Linked DNA regions of Mus musculus: all the other regions are linked to region 3. A link is a contact called in public Hi-C, HiCAR-type, HiChIP or PLAC-seq and promoter capture Hi-C data. All regions are on one chromosome and are shown on one strand. The core of a region is the stretch at or near the end of the contact, and the rest is flanking DNA. Distances in the headings are between cores, read along the strand shown. Region 1 holds the start of Fggy (FGGY carbohydrate kinase domain containing). Region 2 overlaps Junos (a long non-coding RNA gene). Region 3 has its middle 110 kb from the start of Gm32240. Region 4 overlaps Junos (a long non-coding RNA gene). Region 5 has its middle 13 kb from the start of Gm830.

Region 1 (4,971 bases), core at 1,948-4,447, 240 kb after region 3:
AAGCTTTAGATCTCCTCTTTTCTACTTTCTTCCAGTACATTTTTTGATATTCATTCATGGCCTTATAATATCTTTTCACCATCCCCATCTTGTCTCTTTCACCAGTGTGAGGCTCACATCTTCCCAGCCCATCCCTAGGGTTGGACACATATCTGGTATTCTTACAAGAACTGTGAGTATGACGATACTATTGCCTTTCTTCAACCAAGATTCATGAAGGTATGGTGATGTCAAAGCACTTGATTGCCATATTTTCTGCTGTGTGGCATGATCCCACTGGAGTATGGAGCAATCATAGGAATTAAGAGATGAAACCTGGAGAATAAATGGTCATTTAAGACATAATTGGAATTCCTGGATGACTCTTATGAGTTTCAGTTTCTTCTTAAATCACCCAATTGTGTGAATCAATAAAAGTGGCTATTTGCTTCAACAAATTTGAGTTACAGTTTTTCAAGCAATGCAAAGAATTATTTATAATCCTTAATAATTTATAATCCTTATAATCTTACATCTTGATGTCATTATTTACAACTCCAGAGGCATTCAAACTATTCAAGGATATGGGAGCAATAAATATTTGAGAATATATGATCCAAGAGGAATTCTGGCCCATATGTTATGCAATAATGTCATTAATTTTTATGACAGACCTTAGCACTCAGATGCCACTATCATTTCTGAGTGTACTCTTTATTATCTTATATCTATATATTGCCATCAAATACTCAATGACTAATGAATGAAAACAATGAACATTTGCAAAAAGTGAACACATTCTTCTTTTCCCTGTAGAACATTTGTTAACAGAAATCTGTCATGTAAAGTAGATGAGGAATTGTTTACATTAACGATGTTATGTATTCATGTATGCCTATGCATACATCTGTTTATTTGTGTACATATGCTTTTCTGTATCTTTAAATTTATGTGCTTGTGTGCCTAAATATAATTATATGTATGATATATGAGGATGAAGTGGTAATGTAAGACTATACAAATATGGTCATACAAAGTGTGGTTGGCTACACATGTGGTTGTGTGATTTCTATCAGTGTGTCTATGTATATCTGTTTGTATCATGATTTAATTTGCAGCTGTGTGACTACATGTGTATAAGAGTGAGCATGACTTCATATGTATACATCTGTATACTCTACTGCTGTAATTTAGATATGCTTTGATCTAGTCTCCACAGGATTCATATGCTGGAAGCTTGGTCCCCAGTGTGGTGATGTTGACAAGTGGTAGAACATGTAAGTTGTGAGGACTTGTGGGAGGTAATTATGTCACTGGGAATACTGGGTTCCAATGGGATTGATGCTGGTTTCTTGGAGTGAGTTAGATTTTCAGAGAGCAGACTGTTAATGAAGAAAGGCAATCCCATGTGCTTGCTGCCTTCTGCATGGAGCCATTTCCTCTTCTGTTTTTCAGCCACATTGTGTCAGCTAGTATTTTATAAAGTACTCAAGATTTGTTATTTCTTTCCATAAATTGTAGCCTGAAAATGTACATTTCCCATAGTCCCTGAGGCAGCAGACACATTCCGTTCTGGGATAGGTTAAGGAAGAGCTGGGGCAATGCATAATAGGTATTAAGCATCCGACCGTTTGCACAACATTTCTGTGATGTAGTTTCAGATGGTTCTGTAGTAGAGGTCAGTCACCTGATTTCTAGTGCTAGTTGAGCTGTGGGGTCTTTTGGACTCAGCCTGGTCTGGTGTACACAGCATTAGGGACTCACTTTCTTTCACCGTGTTTCTTTCCTCTGTGTGCCTTTTATCCCAAGGTCCTTTTATTGTTTAAAATGGCTGCTGGAGGCCCAGCCACAACACTATTTTTGCTACTGGTCATATGCTATTTAAGAGGACTCAAATAAAAACTCAAATACAGCAAAGACGAGAAACAGCTATCCACAAAGGCCAACACACTAGTTTATGTTTAGCAACGAGGAGACCTTTCAGGTTCCCACCCAAGCCATAGACTGTGAGGCAACAGGCGCGTTGCATTTCTGGGATACATTAAGGAAGAGCTGAGCCAATGTAGCATGTGTATTAAGCATCCAAACTTTTGCAAAACATATACATGTCTGGTACTTAATTTGTTCTTCATAGTGCTCCGGAAAGAAAGACAACCAGGTCTTAATATTATAATTCCCGTTGTATGCTTGGTCCACATGACTAAGTAACAGATCTGAGACTGTGCAGACAATTTTTTGAATAGCTGGAAATGCAATCATAGTGTAGATCTTAACAGTTAGGTTCTTAACTGTCCGGATGCTGAGACCCTTTATAATAGTTCCTCAGGTTGTTGTGACCCAACCATAAAATTATATTTTTTGTTACTTCACATATCTACTTTTGCTATTGTTATGAATCATAATGTAAATATCTGATATAGGTCACCAAAGAAGGTTGAACACTGCTTGTGTAGAGGAAAATAAATCCAAACCAAGACCTCCAGGAGAGTGCAGGACTAATCCTGTGGCCTCAGCCTCACCGAGTTCTTACCTGGATGACGGAGAGAGATCGATCACTCGTTTACTCTCAGGTCATGTGGATACTAGTCTTAACATAATAAACACACTAGGTCTGACTAAGGAAGTCTCTGTTATCGAGAAGGGTTGGTTTTCGCAACCTTGGAATAGTCCCCAGGAAAAGAAAAAAGAAAAAAAAGAAAAAAAAAAAGCCAAACCGGTTTTGGACTCTCAGTATCTAGCGATGAGGGTACCGAGAGTCCATGTAGCTTACTGGTATGTCAACTTCTCAAAGGCAGGGGTCATCTATCTTTTAGATTTACGGTGTCGTCTCTACCTCAAAGCCTCGACCACAGCATAAAGTGTGAGAGTTCCTGAAAAGCACCAGGTATAAAGGGTTCAAGGAATTGAAGCCCATAGCAATCCTGGTGCTCAGCCGAGGGCGATTTAACAGGAAATATCCACCACATACTGTAGGTTGGCTAGGTTAGCTGGCGCTCAGAGGGGATTGCTTAGATTGAGCCGTCTCTGTTGCCTGGGCATCTTTAAAATCCAGGCAGCGAAAGGATTTTGAAATGCAAACCCAAGACTTACAGTACAGTGGGGAGGAGCAGGGCTCACAAGTACTGGCCATTCACGGTGCCCGTTTCAAAGGACCAATCAGGTTGCTCCTTACAAGGGTTGCTGGAGGGGCTGGACTGAAGCGGGCGGAGTCACAGCTTGTTTGGACCGCCCTGCTGGGTGCGGTGCGGCTGTGCATGGTGGCCTGCTGGCCTGCTAGCTAGAATGTGATTTCATATTGGACAAGTAAGTGACCCTCCCAGGGGTTCTTGCAGGCACGCAGGCTCTTAGCCAGCTCCCCCCAAAAGCTTCTCTAGCCTGCTAAATGTTTCCCTCCTTCACCTTTGGGTCTCACAGCCAGGCCACTGGTTGGCCTTTCAGTTTCTTGTGTATTCTGGGTGAGGTGTCTTGCCCAAGGGAGAGGCCTTTACTGCATCCCAATGACTGCCCTACAGATGTCTGGGGCCTAAGGCCCTATCTCTCTGAGTAGTGTACAGTTAATTAAATAAAGTGTTTTTTCTTTCTCCCAGAAAAGAGAATTTTGCAATGCACCCCCGCCCCGCACCCCAATTTGGGGACAATTCTCTAAACATTTTAAGTCGTTGATTTCAAGTTTGGCAATGTAAAAGCGTTTCAAGGCTGGTGCTGTTTAAGGCTATAGAAGCTGAGCATCTGGAGATAGTGTTTGGTGCGTACTTCAGTTTAAATGGGATAATGCCATCTGTCTTGTTACAGGGCTGCAGGCCAGGAAGGGTATAGGGGGATCTTTCCATGTTTATGAACTTCATGACCATTTCAGGATGGAGACACACACTGTGGGGGAACTCCTCTGTCACTGGTCCATTCACTGGAGCACTGCTTACATTTTAGCTCGAATTTCTTCTCCTAGTTAAAGGGCAAACTGTGGCCAAGTTTGACTCTTTTTTGATCAAGTGTGTGTGTGTCAATTCAAAAGGTCCCATTGGATTGTGCTTTTAGGGAGCAAATCCATAAGGAAGAATTAAAGTCTGAGTTTGTGGCTGGATTTGTAGATTTGTCTTTTGTTTCATTTTCTTGTCCTTTTTAAAGGGTTTCCCGTCTTTACTGTGAGCTATGTGAGTCCTGATGTTTCTCTTTTCTGTTGCTAGCTGGGGGTGCTGCTAGTCTGTCTTCTGGAGTCTCCTTCTAATGCAGCTGTCATGCTTGGTCTTGACTTAAAGGCTTCTGCCCTGGCTGTATGAATAAGAGCCCCAGAGGACTGCTCCTGACTGATGGGGTCTGGGGTGGAAAATAGGGGATGAGGAGGGCCTATGGATGATTTTTTTTGAGGGGGGGGGGTGGCTTAGGATTAGGAAGTCAAAGTTTGCAAGTAAGGAGGAGGGAATAACCCAGTTGGTGGAGCACTGTGTTTCTGGGAAGGGTGCCAGGTTCTTATCCAGGCTCTCATGAATTTTGCTGGGCTTTGTCTTCTGGAATTTAGTTCTTTTTCTATAACCTTTATCTAAAAACTACAGCCAATTATTAGCCTTTTTAAGGACGACGACGACAACAACAACAACAACAACAACAACAACACCAGGTTGGGGAAAGCCCCGTCTTTAAACTCCCAGCCAGAAGGGGAGTCTGACATAGTTCTTTGTCTGGATTGTGCCATAGAGATCATTTAACTCTTGAGATGATCGCAGGCAGAGAGGTGTTCTCAGCCAGGGTAGTTAGTAGCAGCCCCATGTAGTAGTGACTGACATACAATTAACTGTATATTTTAGATTCCATTTGCTGAGATTTTAAGCATTCCAGCATCATTGATGATAATGGGTTTTGATTTGTAATTTTCCTTTCTTGTATTTTCTGAGTTATATTTTCTGACTAATATTGGCCTTAAAGAATCAGTTAGGGAGTATTTTTACGCGTGTGCACGCATGCGCATGCACACACACACACACACACACACACACA
Region 2 (5,234 bases), core at 1,953-4,452, 160 kb before region 3:
TTCCCCTTTGAGTTCTCCTGCCAAATGTTCCCTGGCTGAGCCATGGGTAAGCTCAGGCCCAAGGCCCTCGGTGCCCCCATTTCAGCCTTTTCGAAATCAGAGTAAGAAGGTGGGGGATGACTGGGGGGCTTCATGTGTGATGTGCTAATATTCTAGGTCCAGTAGTAACTGATAAGTATACTTGGAGGATTTTGAATAGTTTATTAGAATATACTATAGTGTAGTAGAAGGACAGTTAAGATTTGTTACAACATAGTACCCCAATTAACTGGCTAATTGATTCCAAAGCCAATTCTAACCACTGCTCTTAAGAGTTTGAAAAAAATGCTCACGTGGGCTTTGGACGATTTATTATTCATATTTTTACATAAGGACTCTCTCAGTCACACGAGAAACCTACACATGAAATCATGGATTAGCTCTTGCTTTCAATTTCCTTGGAATGTTTGTTGGTTTTAAAAGGGCTCTCTTTCAAAAGTGTCCTTATTAATTAAATCAACCAGTCAGCCGCATTCCCTGCTTCTAACTCAGCACTCAAGTTTAAACTTGGTTCGGGAGTCAGCTTTCCAACCTTGGCTTAAGGGGCATTAGTCACTCTGAGCAAAATATGGCATCTGAACAGCTGTCTTGGGTACTGAGCGTCCAGGCCTATGTGTCTGGAGAACAGACAAAGGGGGTAGGTGTGGAAGGGAGGCAAGTTTAATTTCTGAATATATATATGTTCTGCACCCCAGGCTTTTTACAAAGAATATCTCTTGATTTTCTCAACAGGTCATGAGTGTGTTCTGCCTTCCCCATTATAACAAGGTCAAGATTGGTCAAAGACCATCCTGTTAACAAGGGGTAGAGCTGGGGCTAGAGTACAAACACTGACTCCTCTGCAGTCTTTCCTGTGTGCTGTCATGTATGTATACATGTATGTATACATCTGTGTGCTGTCATGTATGTATACATCTGCCCTAAACTTCTGACCCCCAAATACAGTGCTTTTATTCCAAGATCCAGATGGCAAAACAGAAACTCAAAAATGCGATATTCTCCACATAAACTAAACACAGACTCTGGACTCGAATTTCACAGTCCTGGGAGGATTACTTCACCTATCATCCATCCATCAGCACCAATCCACCTACCCACTCACCCATCCACCCACCCTCTTACCCACCCACTCACCCCCTCACCCATCCACCCACCCCCTCACCCATCCACCCACCCTCTTACCCACCCACTCACCCCCTCACCCATCCACCCACCCCCTCACCCATCCACCCACTCATTCACCCTCCACCCACCCACTCACCCATTCACCCACCCACTCACCCATCCACCCACCCCCTCACCCATCCACCCACCCCCTCACCCATCCACCCACCCCCTCACCCATCCACCCACCCCCTCACCCATCCACCCACCCACTCACCCATCCACCCACTCACTCAAGAGAGTGTCAAGAGCTCACCCTGCTCTGGGGACTGCCTGGTTTCTTAGAGATGGGGCAAATTGTAGATAGTCCCCACTCTTTAAGAACTTGTAGTCGAATAAAGAAGGAAAACACACCACATTAGACAACCTAATTGGAGCATGAAGGGTCCTCTAAGGTACTATGAAAGAGATGGGAACATAGAAGACAAAGCATCCAATTACCTTGCCAATAAAGCAAGGGAGGTTCCAGAAAGGAGGTGACATTGGACTATAAATACACACTCTCCCAGAAGAGAAAGGGGGAGGAAGGTTTCTCTAGGCAGAGAGCACCAAAGCACTGCTGCGCACACACCGAATCCCTGCCACCTGCTTAAAGCACCGTCTCTAATGCCTAGAATTCTGTGGACTAGGTATTATCCATAACACTTCACAGAATAGGAGCATAGGCACACAGAGGTTAAGTACTTGGCCCGTGGTTAGAGGTCTGCTAAGACAGGCCTTGAAGTCAACTCTTGAAACCTGGTTTCAAAGGTCATCCTCTTAGACACTCACTCACTGAGAACTGAGTGGGGGCCATCTGTTAGGAGTTTCTTGTGAGGAGGGACACATAAACAGGAAGCAAGCCATGGGCTCTTCCTGTAGGCTTTCTCCACGCAGCCTTATGCTGCTAATCTCAGGAACTTGGACTTGCTAGATCCATAACAGAATTAATACTCTCTCTATCTCTTTCTCTCTCTCCCCCCTCTCTCTCTAGCTCATGTACAGAGGCAAGATTCTCTCTCTACTTATGAGGCCACAGAAGAGAAAGACACCTTTATTTACTTTTGACTGAAAACATTATCTGTCTACTGTAGACACACCTGTATCTTTGGTTAGTTGGATGTCAGTATCTGAGTTGTTCGATTTCTGTGTCCAACAGTTTGGGTAATGCATGAGGACATAGCCTTTGTTCGTCTCCTTTGCCACCCCCTGAGTGCCCAGCATAGCACTTGGCCACAACTGGTACTTAGACATTTCCAGTGAATATTTACTGAAAATGTGTTGAGTGACTTCTGGGTTTTGATTAATTATTTAGGAAGCAAATTGTGGGTTTATTTGCTTTGCTAGTAAGAGGACGTAGCTGAAGGAACTCTGAAGGTGAAAGAGACCTTTGTCTTAAGTCAGTGGTTTACAAAGTGCTTTTCTAAGTTTGCCTTCTGGATTCTAATTCAGCTACTGTCCCGCTCAAGCTTTCTGAGGTCATCACATCAGTGTTGGGAGACAGCAAGTTTGAGTCCCTATCCATTCTCATCCTTTACACCCTCTCGGATCGCCTGATCTCCTTCAGTCTGTGCCTAAACACTGTGAAGGAAGAAAGTTCATAAACTCATAGGGCACACTGTCCCCCTATCGGATGGGCAAGGACAGTACCACTGTCAACATGTCCTGAGCGCTTCTTGGGTACTAGGTTCGGTCCCTGTCGCCAAACATAATGACCAGACATTATTTTCTTTCTCCTCTCCTAGCTCTAAGACTCACGCCCTACTCTCCTGCCCTCCACTGCTCGCCCCGGGCTCTCCGGCCGCCACCGCCTGCCCCGCCCGCGCTTCGCCACCCCAGCCTCCCGCACCAGACGCCGGCTGCTCCTGCGCTCCCACGCCCGCGCACCTCGCTCTCCCAGCCCCGCGCTCCCACACCCGGCGCGGAGGAGGCGGGCGCCCGGGGCGAGGGCAGGGCGGCCACGTCAGCGGCGCCGGCTCGCTCCGCCCTCCGCGGGCCTCCCCATAGAAGGTAAAGCCTGGGCAGAGCCCGCGGGCGTCCTCAGGCTGGCAGCTCGGGCTGCTGGTTTCAGTTTCTGAAGAGCTAGGCCTTGAGCAAACACTGGCTGGCGGGAGGAGGGTGTTGGACGCCTTCCCAACAGATAATGTGATTCCCTGCCGCTGGGAGCCACCCACGGTGGGAAGGGGCAGCGCAGGGACCTGCGCAGGACAGCCACGGTCCTGGGCGGCTGGGGGAGCCTGAGCTCGGACCCTTCTTCCTCATCTGTAAGGCTGCCCCTCTCTCCGTGGACACTTAAAATGTTTGCTTTCTTTCTGAGAAAGAAACAGAGGGAGATCGCCAAGACCAACATGAACTCCAAACTCAGGGCATTCCTCACTCTACTCTGACCTTTTTGTAGATGCACTTTTTTTTTTCTTCTCAAAGGCCAGACCTATCCCTACCCAGCGGGTGACCTGTGTACATTTCCTAACTTCTCTGTCTCATTATCCTCACCCATAAAATGGGAGTAATGATACTTATCTTTAGATACGCTCCGAGGGTTAGATTAGCTATAGATTATACATATTAAGCACTTAGTGCCTTCAATCAGCAGTAATTAACATTATTATTAATTGTATTGTTATGGCGTATGACTAATCATGAGATAGATTCTTAGTGCTTCTGGGAGCATAAGTAAAAATATGCTCATTTAAAAAATTTTATTGAGGGAGGGAGTTTTATGAGGTGAATATAAAGAGTAGCACTGAGTCAGGATATAGTCGTGCATGTGTCTCATTTCATAAAGAAACTTGGAAAGCCGGCATTATGTCCACTGTACAGGTGAGGACTCTGAAGCTTCCAGAAGTCACTGGCTCATCTCAGACTCTGGGTCAGTATCTAATTTTTCTCTCTTTCTTTGAGACTTGTCCTTATATAGCCTAGAATAGTCTCTAACTCACCAAGTAGCTGGGGATAGCCTTGAACTCCTTAAAAAAAAAAAACAAAAAAACCAAATATTTCGTTTCCTCTTTCTCCCCCTCCTGCTCCTCCCCCACTTCGTGCGTGCGTGCTTGTGTGTGTGTGTGTTTGCCCAAGGAGTTCAAAAGACAGGAACTGGAATTAGAGGCTGTTAGGTGCTGCCCTATGCTGGTTGCTGGGAGGAGAGCATAGGTCCTCTGGGAGATCAGCAAGAGCTCTAATCTGCTGAGTCATCTCCCCAACTCCCAGACTTGAACTCGTGATCTTCCTGCCTCGTTAGCCTAAGTGTCACACACCTAGCTCTCTCTCCTCCAGTGACCACACCCCACCCCAGCAGGGTCACACCTGTTTGCCTCAGCAAAGGTACCTCCTTTCCTTTGCATAGCCTCCCATCCTCCCCGCATAGCCTCCCATCCTCCCTTTCGCCAAGCTCTTCAACCTGGAGAAAACCTAGTCAAGTCTGGATGCCAGAAGAAGGCCACTGTCTGCTCCAGGAGACTTTCTGATCCACCCCCACCACCTCCACCCCTCTTCTGCTGCCTGCAGCCCAGGCTGTACAGACTTGTTGTCACCACCATGTCTCTGTTTGTACTGTGCCTCCTCTCAGTAGGCCTCCACAGCTGACCGGTGCTGTCTACAGTCTTAGGACCACCCCCTCCCAGGTTTAGTTCTGAGCTTTACTGGTTGAAAGACTGGGATCTCTGATTTTTACTCTCTGCCTGTCACCTCCCTAATACAGAAGGTGGATTTCAGCAACACTGTCAGCTTGTAGTGTTGCGATCCATACAGGATGTCTGGGCAGTCAGTGGTCTGAACTTACAACTGACAAGGCTCAGGGAATGAGACAGCCTGAGGTCTTGGGTGTTACTTAGGGACAGAAAGAGGAACAGTGCCAACGGGAGAACCAAAATCATGGCTAGGCCTCAGAGGGGATGGTTCCAACCCAAGCCTCCCTGAATCTTCACATGTGGTCTTGGCCTTGCCTCTTTACTTCTTGGGATTCACCCCCCCCGCCCCCCCACCCCAAAGTTAGATTAAATACCATTAGCGGCCAGTCATTTGTCTGTGGGACTTGTACTGCCCTGTGTTCCCGG
Region 3 (5,245 bases), core at 1,732-4,231:
TACTGTTTCTGAAAACCAGAGATAAGCATTGGGCAATTGCTGAGATGACTTTCTGGCATGAGAAGGGACAGGTCAAATCCATGGGGGAGGTTTGGGGAGGCAGAGTTGGATGGGGAAGGGTGTTCTAAGTGGAGAAAGAACTAAGTTCTCTGTCCAGAGATGTATGGGGTCACCATGAACTAGCACTGAGAGAAGGGATACGCATGAGGACTTATAGTCTAACATGACAGATGAGCATTTTATCTTGTAAGAGAAAGGTTAGTATAGAAAATTCCATGTAAGAGAGCTGAGAAGAAAACCAGACATAGTCATTTATTCATTACATATTATTAAGTCTAATCCATGTACAACACTGTTCCATGTATAAGCTCTTGGCGAATGGGGTGGTGGTGGTGGTGTTTAGTGCTATCAGAGTGTGCTAGTTGGTTTTTACTAACTTGACACAAACCTAGACATATCTTGGAAGAAGGAATCTTAATTGAGAAAATATCTCTGTCAGACTAGCTTGTAGGCAGGTCTGTTGGACATTTTCTTGACTAATGACTGATGTCAGAGGATCTAACCTATTGTGGGTAGTGCCAACCCTGGGCAAGTGGTCCTTAGTTGTATAAGAAAAGGAGCTGAGCAAGCTATAGGGAGCAAGCTGGTAAGCAGTATGCCTTCAGGTTCCTGTCTTGAGTTCCCTCAGTGATGGAGTATGATCTGAAAGTTGCAAGCTGAAACAGTAGAAACCCTAAAACACAGCACTGAATATGAGTTCATGACCTCAAGCACTTTGTTTACTATGCAGTGGTCTAGACTGATAGAGAAGTGGAGTGGTAGCCCAGTCCTTGCTCTGTTCTCAGAGCTGTGCACAGCTGCTCAGTGCTTCCATATAATAGAAAACTTCACTCTTTTTCATGGTATACCCTACGGAAGCAGGGATGGATGGGAGGATGATGAGGTCAGAGAAGTAATAAGGCCCAGACCTAAAGTGCCTTGAATGTCATTGTGAAGGCTGTGGGCTACCTTCTGAGTAGACCATGCTTGCCAGATCAGTGGAGCAAAAGAGACCAGAGAAGTGCCCTGAATTTGATCTTGGTCCTTCTTATTCATTTTTGGCTAACCCTGCTTTGCAATGAATCCTATGTAGACAGGTTAAAAAAAAAAGCAAAACAAAAAACTTTTATTCTTTTTCTGTCTTGAAATGGCATTTATCAAAGTTTTGATTCTCAACTGACCCTTCACAGAAACCACAATTTTTTTAATGCTAGGTGGTCTTGGTGGGAAGGTTTGAGTCCCTGTGTCCTGGGTGAGGCAACTGTCCCTCTCTGTGAGTCAACAAGGGCATTGTTGGGGCTCAGGCACTCTGATGGCATGCTCTCTAACTTTAATTCCTGCTCTTATAGTCCTGAACCCTCCCTCGCCTTTCTCCTCCCAAAGTTCCTCCTCAATGGGCTTGTAAATGTGTAAAGTGTTGAAAACCATGTAGGAGGTTGCAGGGTGGAGGCCCCTGGGGACTGGGTGAGTGATCAACGCCCAGGAGCAGCCTGGGTCCTGGGAGCCTTCGCTGGTCACCACTGAGAGAAGGGCAAGCTCTCCTTGCAAAGGGGCTCTGACAGGCTAATGTAAACCAGATGTGCACCAGAGAGAGCAAGGCCTATTACTAAGTGTTGTGAAATGGCCCAGGGGAGGTAAATAAGCAAAAACAGGCCAGTTGCCTAGCAGCACATACAACAAAACAAGCAGCAGCCCAGTTGGCATTGGACCAGGCAGAGCAGCTTTCTGCAGGGGGCGGGAGAGACAGGGAGGGCTCAGTCTGATGAGACCCAAGGGGCTGGCTCTCCAGCACCTTCCAAACTCCCTGCTAGGTTATTCCTGATCCCCTGGGTACTAGGGTCTGCCATCTGATCTGCTCAGCTTGGCTCCACAGGCACAGTGACTGCTTTCAGTGAACCCCTAAGGGTCCGTGTCAGAATTTCTTAATGGGGGGAAGGAGGAGCTGTACCCACTTCTGAGAACTATAGTCTGACTATATCCATTGAGGGGGTAACAGCAGGGACAGAGCTGCAAAGATCTCCTAAAGGTCCTCAATATTCTTAACATATCCTTCAGCCACCAGTGTTCAATATCCCATGCATCTCTTGAGCTTGTAAACTAATATAAACGGGGCACTGGAATGGCTCCAAGTTAGACAGAATGGATCAAACGAGGCTCACACCTTGTTCTCAAAGGATTGACAGCTTATGGAGATAACCATGATCAAGGAATCACACGCTCAGATGCATGGCTGCAAGTGTTGCTTCATACTTTGAAAGAAAATACAGAGTAGCAAGAAACTGCAAAGCAGTGATTGAGTTTCAATAGTGTGTGAGGCAGTTTGCTTTTCAGAGGAGAAGCTGAGACATGCAAATGATTAGCACTCACCAGGAGAAAGGAGGGGCTGGCAAAGGAGAAAGCTTTGGGACATGAAGGCTCTTTGAGTGGGGGAGGGGTGCTCTGAGACAGTAGGGCTGGAAGAATGTCTGTGAAGTGGGTTGTGAGGTAGAGAAGTAGAGAGGGAACAGGTCACTTGAGACACAGGAGATCACAGAATGATGGAGGATTTAGTCTCAAGTTCAATGAGAAATGAATGGGGTTTATTTACTGAAAACTAATTCAGTAGTGTACGAGTCCTGACTTATTAGTTTCACATTTGTTAAAGATTACTCCTGGGTACAACACGGCCGTCCTGAAAAGGAATGAGAGAGGGGACAGGAAAGTTTGTCAAGGCGGATAGGATTATCAGCAAACTGAAAACAGACAAGTTCATGAACTAGCTCAGGGTCACAGGCAGGGCTGGGATCCAAGCCTAGACTTGCACGGTACCAATCAGGCTAGTGTTTCCAGGTTCCCGATTCTTCTTCAGACCAATTCTACAGAAACTTTCTCACCCTTATCTGACCCTCTGGGGGAGGAGTGCATCCCTTCCCAGCTGGAGGATGAGTAAGCACTGACTGGACTGTAAAGGCCCCGTCAACACTGTAGACAAGGATGCCTTTCTTGCCTGCTACCTAGCTAGCCCTTCCTTGTAGTGGGAGACCACTGTGCCTACTCTCCCAGCACTAGCCATCTTCATCTGTACCTGGCCCTTAGAGAACACCAGCCTGGCAATGTGGTGCTATGAAGAGATTCGGCTTGCAATCAAGCCTGGAGTTTGAGTTCTGGATCTATCTGTCTGTCCTGAGCTTCCCCTTCGAGATGGCTCTGTGTCCTGAACAAGTCACTCAACCCTTGTAATTGGAATAGTAATGCTTGACTTCTGCTATTAGTACCAATAGAAAATATGACTCAAATTCCTTTGCTTCTCCCTTCCCTTCTCCTTTTCCCTCTCCCTACCTCTCATCAAACTTTTTGACAATTTTGCTAGCTTCACTCTGGGCAGTATACCTCCAAGGGAGATCACTGCTGTGCAATATCTCAGGTGGACAAGAACAGGCCAAACTGAAGACTGTCCATGAGATTTGATAGATGACCTCTCTATCCACTGAAGGGCAGAGAGGCCTGAGTCCTGGGAGAGGAGGGGAGTCTACTTTGCAGGGCATCTCTGCTGTCTTAGTTAGGGTTTCTATTGATGTAATAAAATGTCGTAACTGAAAGTAACTTGGGCAGGAAATAATTTATTTCAAGGTTACAGTTCCATGTCACAGCCCATTGTCAAAGGGAGTTGAATAGAAAAATAAAAAATAAAAAAATAAAAAAGGGAAAGGACATGACTACACCTAGGTATGGCAGAGGAGAAAGTTTATTATAGATAAAAGGGAGACATAGCCAGGAACAGGGACATCTGGGAGATTCCAGAGTAGTTATGACCTGGGCCAGGCCACATGGAGAGAAGGTGTGGGGAGGGGAGATCAAGACCAAGAGGCCAAGAAGGTAAAGGGTAAATGAAAAGTCGAGGTAACTAAAAGATTGAATTATATAGGAAAGAGCAGCTGGGGGGAAGGGCTAGGGCTTAGGTTAGATGGAAGGATATGGCAGCCATAACTTGTACCAGGTACTGGATGAGGGATATAGGGAGAGCCTGGTGGCCAGGTTTGCTTTGATATATTGGGTAGGCACTTTAGCCTTTTGTTCTGGGCTTGAGATGTAACAAAAGTCAGGACTGGAACACAAGGCAAGAGCCTGGAAGTAAGAACTGAAGCCGAAAGCATGGAGGAGGGCTTCTTAGTGGCTTGCTCAGCATGCTTTATTTAATCCTGGGACCACCAGCCCAGGGACTGCACTGGCTCCACTGAGCAGAGCCCTCCCTCATTAATCATCAATAAAGACAAGGCTCCATACTGTTATTTGTAAGACAATCTGATGGGGATATTTTCTCAGCTGAGGTTCCCTCTTCCCGAATGAGTCTAGCTTATGTCGAACAGACATAAAACTAGCAGTACAGAGGCATTGATGAGAAGCAAGCAGTTACTTGATTCTAGCATTTAACACCTTTGGAGGCTGGAGAAGGCAGGTGGTGGAGCCTTGAACACCTATAGGTGGTAGAGCTTTAGGGGGGGGGGTCAACTTGAAAAGCCATGACACACATTTAGGAGACAGTCAAGGGCCACTCTTCCTGGTAGAGGGGAAGTCCACTTTGTAGGGCATCTCTGCTGTAATGCAAGCAATATGTATAAACATAACTGTTAATCTCCTGTTGTAATTGTTGTCTATGAGGCTTACTGCATCATCTGATAACCTAGTCCTAGTCCTGGATGCTTCTAGCCTCCATACAATCTAATCTAGGCCTGGGCTGTTTTTAAGCCTCTGAGACTTACTTCAGAATAAACTCACCTCTTCATATTCTTCCTGATCTCTGCCAGGCTGATCCAACTCAGCTGTTCTGACTCAAACTCCTCTCCAAGCTGACAGATTCAAATTGTGCTCTCTCTCTCTCTCTCTCTCTCTCTCTCTCTCTCTCTCTCTCTCTCTCTCTCTCTCTCTCTTTCTCTCTCTGCTTCTCCTGAATGGATTTGTCTACTTAACCTCACACTAACTTTGGCAATATATTCTACTCTATTGGCTTCTTCTCATTCTCTGGTTCATTCTCTGGCTCATTCTGTCTTCACCTGTGTTTAGCTTTTTCACTCTTTAATCTGTCTCTGTAAAGCTCTCTTGGTAAAACTGACTGCCCACTCTTGTTTTTATTTTTTTATTTTTTCTGCGCTGTTCTTTCTTAAGTAGTCTCCCTTTCCTCTCTCTTCTCCTGAGAGTTGGGTGTATCCTATTCTGTCAAATTTTACTC
Region 4 (5,037 bases), core at 62-2,561, 220 kb before region 3:
TCTGGGTAGTGATGCATTTTTAGCTCTTTACCAATACTTGTCATAGTTTTGCTTTGACCCTGCACCTTTAAGTGGTAGCTCTGAAGGATTTCCTGGAATGCACTTGTGTCTATATTTCAGGGTCGGGGTTGGGGCGAGGGGCGGGGGCACACTACTTTTCTGATTACTCTCACGAGTGCACAGTTGGCTAGCTTAAAATGGCACACCTGGAGGTGAGTCTGCTGGTGACTTGTCTGTGTGGCTTATTTCCTACTGGAGGCTCTGAGGAAAGGTTTGATTCTTGCCTCTCTTTCATCTTCCATGGTTCCTGGATCTTTGGCCTCAGCCTTCAAGTACTCACAGAGCATCACTGTTATCTAGCTCTGTCTTCCTAGTGCCTTCTTCACTGCCCATCCATATAAGAACATTTGACATTGGATTTAGACCCCACCAGGATCCAGGACCATCTCCTTTTGAGATATTTACCTCTATCTTCCAAAAACCCTCTCCAGATACAGTGACTCTCCAGATACAGTGACTGTCACACATTTCCTGCTGACAAGCCTTTTTGGCCCCATTCAACTCGTCACAAGGGTCAAGAATAACAGAACAAACAAGATGTGACTAATTGCACGTTGTAAGGAGTGAGCAAAAAATGCTTACAAAGGTATAGAGTGGCTTCAAATCCTTACTACTTAAGAGTTCAATATGCAATTATTGACTGAATAACTGAAGAAAGTGTGCCTCGCATAGTGGTGCATAGTGTGTTTTCTTCCTCTGGCTTAAAATTTTTGTCTTCCTTCTCCATTTCTTCCACCTTATTTATTCAGCGTGCTCTGAGGTCCTACTGTGTGCTGGGTTTTTAATTCTAGATATGGAGGGCACTGTAGAGAGTAGGCAAAAAGTTTGATTTTTCTAATACGTTTGTGGTTTAACCTTTGTAAGTGTTACATTGTTACAGTTATGTGTCAATTTGACTGAACTTCAGAGCTTTTTTTCTTTTTCTTTTTTGAGTGTTTCTAAGTTAGTATTTCTAGATGAGAGCCGTGGGTTATTTGGCAGACTTAGTCAAGCAGCTTATCCTCTCTAATGTGGCTAACACTTCTCCAGTCAGTTGAAGAGATGACCTGGACAGAAAAGGGAGGGAGGAAAAAAAATTCTAGCTTTGAATAGGATGATCAGCCTTTGGGGGCTTTGTTTGGTTTTTATGTTCCCATTCATAGTGTATCAATGACACTTCCTGGGATCTTGGGCCAGCCAGCCCTGGACTGGAACCACAATATCCACTCTTCTGTATTTTGGAATTCAGATATGGATCAGAACTAAATCACAGACTCTTCCAAGTTTTCAACTGCTGACTCATCTTGTAAATCCTGGGACTTTCCTGAGTCTGTGGTAATGTCACATGTGCTGATTCCTTATAACTTCTCTCTCTCTCTCTCTCTCTCTCTCTCTCTCTCTCTCTCTCTCCCCCCCCTCTCTCTCATGTGCTATCTCACTATAGAACCTTGATAAACAAAACAATATGACCATCTTTATCTCCATTTGAATGTGACATGGCTTCTTCAGACATCAGCTGTTTTTATCTGCAGAACAGTGCTCTGACTTAGGCAGAGCAAGCACTCTGAGAAGCCTCACTCACAGAGGAGGAAACTGAGGTCCAAGATGGATTCTCTGTATCTGTGATTCCATGGCCCAACTGTCCAGAAGCAGAACACCCTCAACTCCAAAGCCAAGGCCCTACAGGAAGCCAGGTGAGAAAATGGGGCTGATCCAGGTCTCTGAGCCTCTCCTCAAAAAGTCAGAGCTGTGATTAGATCAGGTTTGTGTTTGTTTGTCATTTGTTTGCTTCTTTTGAAGGCAGAGTAGAAGAACAGTTACTCTCACTGTTTGTTGTTATATATAATCACTGGCCATCAATTTAGAAACCTCTTGAGATTCCCCTGGGAAGAAATAAGAGACTGATAATGTGGGCTTAGGCAAATCTTGTAATAACAATACATACCAAGGTCTAATAGAAAATCTCTGCCTAGACTTAAAAGACGAAAAGCACTTACCAATACTCTAGATGAGTCATGGCCAATTTGGGTTTGAAGCAATTTGAGAAGTTATTCCTTTTGGTTCTTTCTTTTTACGGTAAGAACACTAAGGTCCCGGGAGGATCTCTGGCTTGTCAGTGTGTACATCTTGAGAGGAAGACGCTGTCTGCTTAGATACCTCGACAGTCAATGATTGTCTACGATGCACACTGATGCTGTTGACTTGGATGCAGACTGTTTCCTCTAAAAGTCCCTTTCCTCCATGCTCTGACCTCATGGAATGTCACTTCGGGATATCCCATGTTCATGGATGCCGTCTGAGATGTATGTGGCTGCTCACAACCCTGCAATTGTAAGGCTTGAGCCTCAGAAGCCCTGGGTCTCAGTCCCAGTTCCTTCTTACTAACAAGGGAAATATGACCACATGGCTTGCTCTTCAGGCTCTGGTTTCTTGTCATCATAGAGGCCTGAACACAGTATTTATGACTCAGATTTTCTCATGAGGACTATGAGATGAAGCAGGCAGCACAGTGTGGGCACTGTGAGTGCTCAGTAGACCACCCCCAAAAATTGAGGGGCAAGCCCAGTAGTAAAGGGGACCCAGAGCACACTGTCTTCAAGGCTAAGTTGATGCCAGTTCTGTTGGTTCATGAAGCTAACAGTGAACCAACCACTCCTGTATGCTGCAGTAGTGGCAACTGTCCCTGATGCTATAGAAAGTCCTTTTCTTCTCTGATCCAAGCTTTTCCATCTATAAAATGGGCACAGTCAGAACTCCTACTGTGCAGGAGCTGATGGCATTGGTTGGCAAGCCAAGCAAAGGAAATGACTATTCAACCACTTATATCTGCTCACTTACTAAAGAAAAGCTAAGACATAGTTAGTAGAGTTCAATATATATATATATATATATAAGTATGATGAGATTATCATTTTAATTACCATTGTCATCAAGTTTTCTGGGATAGGTGAAGCTCTTGGATGACAAAGACTTTCACAAACATAACTGATCAAACATATCAGAGGAGTCAGACATGGGAGCACCTGCCTGTAGTCCCAGCATCTGGGAGGCAGATGCAGCTGTGAGTTTGAGCCGCCTGGTCTACCTACTGGGTTCTAGGCTAGCCTTGGCTACAAAATAAGACATTAGTTTTCTGTTTTGTTTTGTTTTTAAACAAACAAACAACAATCTACACAACAAAACATTCACCATGTCTGGAATCAAAGTGGAAAACAGCATAAATAAAATGTGGAGAGTTGATTGTACCATCCCCTTGGATAAGCATCTTCAGTGGCTTTAAGAACGAGATCTTGTTTCCCATAAGGCAGGGTTGAATTCTATGTATCCCAGAGTGACCCCAAATTCTTGACCTTCTTGCCTCACCCCCCACCCCCACCCCTGACCCACATGTTCTCAGAGTTCAGGCATGAGCCACGTCTGCTTAGTTCTGGCCTCTACTTGGAACACCTTTGAGGTTCTTCTTTCCATCAGGACTCCTCACTCCACCCCATCACTTAGCCTTTCCACCCATCTCACATCTCCACTCTGATACGAGGGATGCTGGCACATACCGCCCACATCTATAGAGAAGATGAATGCCCATTTCACCAAGCTCTGTGAGCCCAGACTAAGGGCTCTCAGCTCCTTGTTCAAGAGGCCATCTTCAAACTATACTCTCCTGAGAGCCTTGTGGCAGAATTTAAAGTCTATGGACTGACCTTAGTCTTGGTCTTCCCCTGTATGCTAGTTTTGCACATTAGGGATCCCTCAGGAAGGAACCTTGGTTGTTCTTCTGTAGGAAGAACACAGCACATGGGTGTTGGAAACACGTACTTCCTCCATGTTATCTTCTTTTGTGAGGATAGAAACTCTTTCTGGACACGCTTCCAGTTTTGACTATGGAACAACCATGTTCCATCGGGGGAAGGTGTTCACTGCAATTGGCAGCAATGTTAGTGACAGTTGAGCTTACAATGGGGACTGGTGACTATGGATGAGAGCTGTCTTGAGTGTTTCATGTATATGTTTCTGACATAGCCAGTGCTACTTTTTTGATGTTAGTAATGGCTTTCAGATGAGGAGATGGAGGTACGGTAAGGAGAGTTCTACAACTTGAATAAAGCTATACAATTGGGGAGCAGAGAATCATGGAATTTTTATTTCAGATTCCCTTGACACCAGTAATCAGGACCCACTTTCTATCACTTAGTAAACTGGAGACTCTGGTGAGCAGTAAAGGACCACTGTGGCCACAATAAGCTACTGCGTTCACAGCCTACGGCTCAAAATCTGGATCTTTAGGCAGACTGTGGTGCTGCCATTAGAAGCAATAATACAACCTCTGCACCTTTGGAAGGTGGATGAACACCCTTGTGACTCTGTGTCCACTGTCTAAGGGTGAACTCCAGCATAGCCTGATCTCATAAGAAAGCAGCCAGAGACCAAGTGAGATTATCCTGCACTGAAGAAAATGGTAATTATAGTCAAACCACTAATTATTTTTAAAGTTCACCAGTTACGGTTTGTGTAATGGCCATTAATAATAATATCCATGACTGAACTACTGCATTAGGCTTTCCTTCTTCCTCACCCTCCTCTTCCTCCTCCTCCTCTTCTTCCTCCTCCTCTTCTTCTTCCTCCTCCTCTTCTTTTCAATACTGGGTTTTATATATGATAAACAAGGGCTTCTCTACCATTGAACTACATCCACAGCCCGCTTTTAAACCTTTTTTTTTTTTTTTTTTTTTTTTGCCAGTTTGTCCAGGTTACCCCTGAACTCACTCTGTAATCCAAGGTCATGTTAAACATGCCACCCTCCTATGTTCCCCTCCCAAGTAGCTGTGATAACAGACCTCTGTCACCAGAGCCGGCTTATTAGACAACTTTTAAATGTTGTTTACTCTTTGCAGTGAGAAAATGTTTATTATTTTCTTGGATTTAAAAATAAGGAAGCAGGTTTTGTTATTATGTGATTGTTGTCATAAAACTCGGAGACTGAGTTTGCTTAATGATTCTCAT
Region 5 (5,247 bases), core at 1,520-4,019, 180 kb after region 3:
GCATACTCTGACAAGAGACAGCTATATCAGGGTCCTTTCAGCATAATCTTGCTAGTGTATGCAATGGTGTCAGCATTTGGAAGCTGATTGTGGGATGGATCCCCGGATATGCTAGTGTCTACATGGTCCATCCTTTTATCTCAGCTCCAAACTTTGTCTCTGTAACTCCTTCCAAGGGTGTTTTGTTCCCACTTCTAAGGAGGGGCATAGTGTTCACACTTCAGTCTTCATTTTTCTTGAGTTTCATGTGTTTAGGAAATTGTATCTTATATCTTGGGTATCTTAGGTTTTGGGCTAATATCCACTTATCAGTGAGTACATATTGTGTGAGTTCCTTTGTGAATGTGTTACCTCACTCAGGATGATGCCCTTCAGGTCCATCCATTTGGCTAGGAATTTCATAAATTCATTCTTTTTAATAGCTGAGTAGTACTCCATTGTGTAGATGTACCACATTTTCTGTATCCATTCCTCTGTTGAGGGGCATCTGGGTTCCTTCCAGCTTCTGGCTATTATAAATAAGGCTGCTATGAACATAGTGGAGCATGTGTCCTTCTTACCAGTTGGGGCATCTTCTGGATATATGCCCAGGAGAGGTATTGCTGGATCCTCCGGTAGTACTATATCCAGTTTTCTGAGGAACCGCCAGACTGATTTCCATAGTGGTTGTACAAGCCTGCAATCCCACCAACAATGGAGGAGTGTTCCTCTTTCTCCACATCCACGCCAGCATCTGCTGTCACCTGAATTTTTGATCTTAGCCATTCTGACTGGTGTGAGGTGGAATCTCAGGGTTGTTTTGATTTGCATTTCCCTGATGATTAAGGATGTTGAGCATTTTTTCAGGTGCTTCTCTGCCATTCGGTATTCCTCAGGTGAGAATTCTTTGTTCAGTTCTGAGCCCCATTTTTTAATGGGGTTATTTGATTTTCTGAAGTCCACCTTCTTGAGTTCTTTATATATGTTGGATATTAGTCCCCTATCTGATTTAGGATAGGTAAAGATCCTTTCCCAATCTGTTGGTGGTCTTTTTGTCTTATTGACGGTGTCTTTTGCCTTGCAGAAACTTTGGAGTTTCATTAGGTCCCATTTGTCAATTCTCGATCTTACAGAGCAAGCCATTGCTGTTCTGTTCAGGAATTTTTCCCCTGTACCCATATCTTCAAGGCTTTTCCCCACTTTCTCCTCCATCTAATATTTTAAAACATACTAAAGTTAAAATAAAAGACATATTACACCCCTTAAATTCTTGACCTCAATCTTAATCATTAAGGTGGTCATCTTAGAAGATAGGTCTTTAATTGAAAGAGGACAGTGCTCTTATAAAAGATTTCTGAGACCTGGCGGTGGTGGCGCACGCCTTTAATCCCAGCACTTGGGAGGCAGAGGCAGGTGGATTTCTGAGTTCAAGGCCAGCCTGGTCTAGAGAGTGAGTTCCAGGACAGCCAGGATTACACAGAGAAACCCTGTCTCCAAAAAACAAAAACAAAACCAAACAAACAAAAAAAAGACTTCTGAAGAAACTTGTTTGCCACAGGAACACGCACAAATATCATAAGCCAGGAAATGGGCTCGTAAAAGACACCAATCTTTTGTTGCCTTGATCTTATATTCCAAAGGCCCCAAAACCATGAATAAAAAGTTTTTGTTACCTTCTTAACATATTTTGTTAACCTCCCAAACAGGGTAAGATAGCATTTTATTTTCACTTCCTTCTCTCTCCTGTTGCAAATCCTTTGCCTATAAGGGATTATTAGTAAGTCAGAGTAAACATCAAAAAATTTATGTAAGGATTGCTAAGAAAGCTGGTTGGAGTTGGGAAGGGAACTGAATATAGAACATTTTTGATGTTCCAGTCTGGAGAAGCAGAAGGTACGGCAGCTTTGTAGATCAATTTGGCTACTTTTGATTGAAGTGGAAATTCTAGGCATGGACGGAAGAGTAACTGAGTAAGATGTGAATGAACAGAAAGAGAAGGAGATGTGTGTGAGGAAGAAAGCTCAAGATGTCTGTGAAAATTGGACTCAGAAGTCGAATACTGAGAAGTTGAACAGTCAGCGTGACATACCTTTTCTGAGTGATCACCTAGAAGGGCCTCACTCTGATGATGTGTATATCCACAAGCTCTTCAGTTACTTTGTTCATGATGGGCTCCAAGGATGCTGCTGTTGGTCAAGATGCATTCTCTGTGACTGTGCTGCTCACAGCCTAAGGCTGATTAAACAGAGAAGCACAATGTCAGATATTCATGATGATAAGCTGAACACCTTACCTTGACATGAACTTTCAGGAAGACTTCTCATAGGAAAGGTGAGGCTGGGGTTAGAATTATCTAGACAGTGATGAGGTAACAAAAGAAAAGCACCAACAAGAAATCCCAGCTTCTGCAAAGAGCCAGGGGTGTGTGATGCTTGGTGTACTTCCATGTCCTTATATGAGTGGGAAGGAAAGGAAAGAGGTACTGATGCAAGACTTATGTCATGAATAACTTTGTTTGTCATGCTAAGCACTGATGCTGTGTTCTCAAGGCTATTGGATCTATTTAAAGACTATCCTATAGAACTATAATCTTAAGTCACTGACATGGAACTACTGGAATATGTTTAATGGTTCCAAGCTCTGAGTCGAAGGCTCTGGTATCTGGGCTGAAATTCATGAAACCGTTGGCTTCTTGCTTTGCTTTGGGATCTGGGACTTACTCGACTGGCTCAGAGCATGGACTCATTTTTATGATGTTGAGCCACTGGGTGGATCTTTTATAGGTGATTCCTTCCAGAAATGAGCTGTACACCCATGATGTCAGAGGGTGGGGCATGGGGAATGGAGTAGGGTGTAACAGCTACTATCACAGTCTCTTTCCTCCTAAGAAAATGCAAAGATCTGCCCAGTTTCTGAGCAAGGGATGCTTTCAGTTCTGGGGAAATTTAGCCTTTCACAAACATGACAATTATATCCAGAGACTGAAGGATTGTGAAAAGACCTCAAACATTCTACATGAGCTGATTTAGGCAGCTTGGCAAACTTGAGGAAGTTCATTGGTTCCTTGGGTCCTAATTCCCTTTGCTACAGGAGAGGTGATCATGAATCTATTGAAGGCTATTAGAACATCAGAAGTGAAAAAATTGTAAATCTTTAGGGATACATATTAGTTCTGTCTCCAAAGAATTTTTCTTGTGGATTTTCATTCTCTTATTAGGAATCTAGGGCCATCCCAGTTCAACTTTTCTATCCCATTATTATAATTTAAAAATATTATGTAAAGTCATGAGAATCATTAACAAAGCAAAGAAATTGGCTCATTTCCTCATCTAGTATAATCAAGTATACTAAGTCAGGCACCATGGGTTCATTGATTTGAAATGCAAATAGCTTCTACATCATGCTGTGCCTCTGACCAAGTCACTTTTCAATAAAATAAGATTCTTTTTGTTGTGATGCATTCTGGAGCAAGCAAATAAATGAGTGAGTTTCAGCAAGTCAGGCTTGCTAAGATGAATAGGCTACTGACCACTGAATGGTATCTCTCCTGATCTGTTTACAGAGGTTCTGTGAGTTTCCATGTCAACCTGTAAGTAAGCTAGGAAAAAAAAAAATCCTCCAGGGGAAAAGAGTTAAAAAGTTCATGCTTCAAGAATGAATCATGAAATATTCCAAGAATGTTTGAGAGAAATATGGCATGCCCCAGGGGACCCCCAGGGAGAAAGAGGGGGACAGCTGCAGCCACCACACGCTGAGTCCAGTGTGGTGTCTGGTCCATAGACTAGTTTTGCCTGCAGCCACAGATTGAAAGGTATGCTAGTGAACCGAGAGACATAGACTTCTCCCAGTGCCATGAGCCCTTCTGGGATGAAAAAAATGACCTTCAGTAGCTTCTAACTTAAGTCTTTAATTTCAAATATCATCTTCATTACAAATTTAAATCTTGACAGAACTAGAAATCCATTAGATGTTTTCTTTTTACAGACATCTTCTGTCTTGCTACAAAGTTTTCTCATTTAGATGCTCATTAGACACTTGGCGTTTGGAAGAACGAGAGCGTCACTCCTAAGCAGGGTATCTGTGGGGCAGCTGAATACCCACTGTAGCTGTGCTTTTCAAAATCACAGGCTAAGCTCCCAAGCACAACTAAACTGGAATAAAATCACAGCATTCCAGTTTTCCCTTTTTCTTATGAGAAGATGAAGATGACTAGGACAGATTCATCCATGATGCTGCAATTGATCCCTCAGATAGTTATCCTTTACATCTTCTTCTCCATCTTATAAACTCTTCGCCTCTAACACATAGTTAATGTGCAAAGCCGGCTAGTCCAGACCCTCATCCATGAGGGTCATCTAAGACTAGATGACAGAGAGAACCAAAAGATGGCACAGTGGATGCCCTGAAGGTCAAACTTAGCCCTTCAGACCTTGGTTGTATAGAAAATATCCCATCTCTAGCTAATTACTTGTCTACAGTTCGGATTCCTTTTCTTCCCTGCTTTCCATTGAACTCAAATTCCCAGGGTGGCCAGAAGATAGCAACAGCTGGACTTTGAACAGGACACTTAGAATGTATCTGGTGGGAGATTCCTCCTTTGGAAAATATGATTTCAATTCAGTTGAGTCCAGGCTAGTGCAGACAAGAGACACAAACTCTCCACGTGGATATTAGAAGTAACAGTAAATAAGAACAACCTCTGCTCCTTTGTTCATGAACCAACAAATCCAACATATGGGGACATAATACCAAATTGTGGGTCATTGATTCAGTACACTTATTGCATTCTTGGATATTATGATTATCGTTGCAAAGCCACACCTCAAACCTGGTGCTTTGGGTGATTCTTCAAGTGGTTGTTCCATCCCTCTGTCACCGTGCAAGATCTGAGTTATATGATTTATAATAGGATCAACGAATCCAATCATACATCACCAGCTTACCCTCTTTACTGTGAGTTACTTGACATAATATTTATTCTACTCAAATATTTATTGATGATTTATTTAATGATCCTTGAATAGTAGTTCTAGATAAAGTTATACATGCCCAAAAGACAAACCTATATCCACAATATATGTTGAGTCTGGTCAGTTACTTCCCCTTCAAACATATCCTGAAGCTGTTCGTTTCTTTTTCAAGGAAAACTGTTTTATCAGAAATTTAGATTTGGTCTGATGCTCTCTCTCACTGAACATTTTGTCAGACTTTTGGGAAAACTCTGCTAATTAAGGTCGAAATCCACCATGACCCGATGGATAGCTTCTG

Evidence for each region. Promoter capture Hi-C pulls out the DNA fragments that hold promoters and counts their contacts. A called contact is a pair of places that touch in the nucleus more often than the background predicts. HiCAR-type assays count read pairs that join an accessible place to other places. HiChIP or PLAC-seq counts read pairs in DNA pulled down with a chosen protein or histone mark.
Region 1: a promoter capture Hi-C map of liver shows a contact between it and region 3. The contact joins the promoter of Fggy here to the enhancer-like site in region 3. A contact is called at or near these places in 13 of 39 promoter capture datasets (the 3T3-L1 cell line, 3T3-L1-derived adipocytes, the C10 cell line and 8 more), 3 of 15 datasets of contacts at CTCF or cohesin (CD8 T cells, the NIH/3T3 cell line and large pre-B cells), 15 of 484 Hi-C or Micro-C datasets (CD4 T cells, the N1E-115 cell line, the STO cell line and 11 more), 4 of 115 datasets of contacts at active chromatin or transcription factors (the 230-238 cell line, bone marrow-derived macrophages, heart atrium and 1 more) and 3 of 9 other capture datasets (adipose tissue, liver and macrophages).
Region 2: a contact with region 3 is called in an H3K27ac HiChIP or PLAC-seq map of the NIH/3T3 cell line, with 2.4 times the contacts expected there. The contact joins two enhancer-like sites. A contact is called at or near these places in 1 of 39 promoter capture datasets (the 3T3-L1 cell line), 2 of 15 datasets of contacts at CTCF or cohesin (both in the NIH/3T3 cell line), 17 of 484 Hi-C or Micro-C datasets (the C2C12 cell line, the MC38 cell line, the N1E-115 cell line and 14 more) and 5 of 115 datasets of contacts at active chromatin or transcription factors (the NIH/3T3 cell line, bone marrow-derived dendritic cells, effector CD8 T cells and 2 more).
Region 4: a Hi-C map of the C2C12 cell line shows a contact between it and region 3, with 2.7 times the contacts expected there. The contact joins two enhancer-like sites. A contact is called at or near these places in 3 of 15 datasets of contacts at CTCF or cohesin (the NIH/3T3 cell line and large pre-B cells), 10 of 484 Hi-C or Micro-C datasets (the C2C12 cell line, the N1E-115 cell line, Sertoli cells and 5 more) and 6 of 115 datasets of contacts at active chromatin or transcription factors (CD8 T cells, the NIH/3T3 cell line, bone marrow-derived macrophages and 3 more).
Region 5: a HiCAR-type map of fibro-adipogenic progenitors shows a contact between it and region 3, with 3 times the contacts expected there. The contact joins two enhancer-like sites. A contact is called at or near these places in 1 of 15 datasets of contacts at CTCF or cohesin (the NIH/3T3 cell line), 2 of 484 Hi-C or Micro-C datasets (embryonic stem cells and nephron progenitors) and 3 of 115 datasets of contacts at active chromatin or transcription factors (embryonic fibroblasts, embryonic stem cells and fibro-adipogenic progenitors).

What each region holds. Positions count from the first base shown.
Region 1 is chr4:95,554,310-95,559,280 of GRCm38.p6, forward strand. It overlaps Fggy (FGGY carbohydrate kinase domain containing), which reads left to right and starts at 3,198. Exons shown (of 16, transcript NM_001113412.1): 1 at 3,198-3,282. Gm40206 (a long non-coding RNA gene) reads right to left here and starts at 3,057. Exons shown (of 2, transcript XR_867942.1): 1 at 2,510-3,057; 2 at 1-315.
Region 2 is chr4:95,158,264-95,163,497 of GRCm38.p6, forward strand. It overlaps Junos (a long non-coding RNA gene), which reads left to right. Exons shown (of 5, transcript XR_867920.3): 4 at 2,928-3,192. Among named protein-coding and RNA genes, the nearest start is that of Gm12708, 32 kb to the right of the region's middle. Within about 2 kb of position 3,203, at least 294 of the 459 cell types and tissues checked have an H3K27ac peak or open chromatin away from gene starts, as enhancers often do. A contact at or near this core is called in the C2C12 cell line, the MC38 cell line, the N1E-115 cell line and 6 more, where this site is marked.
Region 3 is chr4:95,316,365-95,321,609 of GRCm38.p6, forward strand. No RefSeq gene overlaps it. Among named protein-coding and RNA genes, the nearest start is that of Gm32240, 110 kb to the left of the region's middle. RefSeq lists an enhancer at 1,165-2,370. Within about 2 kb of position 2,982, at least 109 of the 459 cell types and tissues checked have an H3K27ac peak or open chromatin away from gene starts, as enhancers often do. A contact at or near this core is called in the C2C12 cell line, the MC38 cell line, the N1E-115 cell line and 12 more, where this site is marked.
Region 4 is chr4:95,099,575-95,104,611 of GRCm38.p6, forward strand. All of the region lies in intron 1 of Junos (a long non-coding RNA gene), which reads left to right. Among named protein-coding and RNA genes, the nearest start is that of Junos, 50 kb to the left of the region's middle. Within about 2 kb of position 1,312, at least 51 of the 459 cell types and tissues checked have an H3K27ac peak or open chromatin away from gene starts, as enhancers often do. A contact at or near this core is called in the C2C12 cell line and the NIH/3T3 cell line, where this site is marked.
Region 5 is chr4:95,497,697-95,502,943 of GRCm38.p6, forward strand. No RefSeq gene overlaps it. Among named protein-coding and RNA genes, the nearest start is that of Gm830, 13 kb to the left of the region's middle. Within about 2 kb of position 2,770, at least 19 of the 459 cell types and tissues checked have an H3K27ac peak or open chromatin away from gene starts, as enhancers often do. A contact at or near this core is called in fibro-adipogenic progenitors, where this site is marked.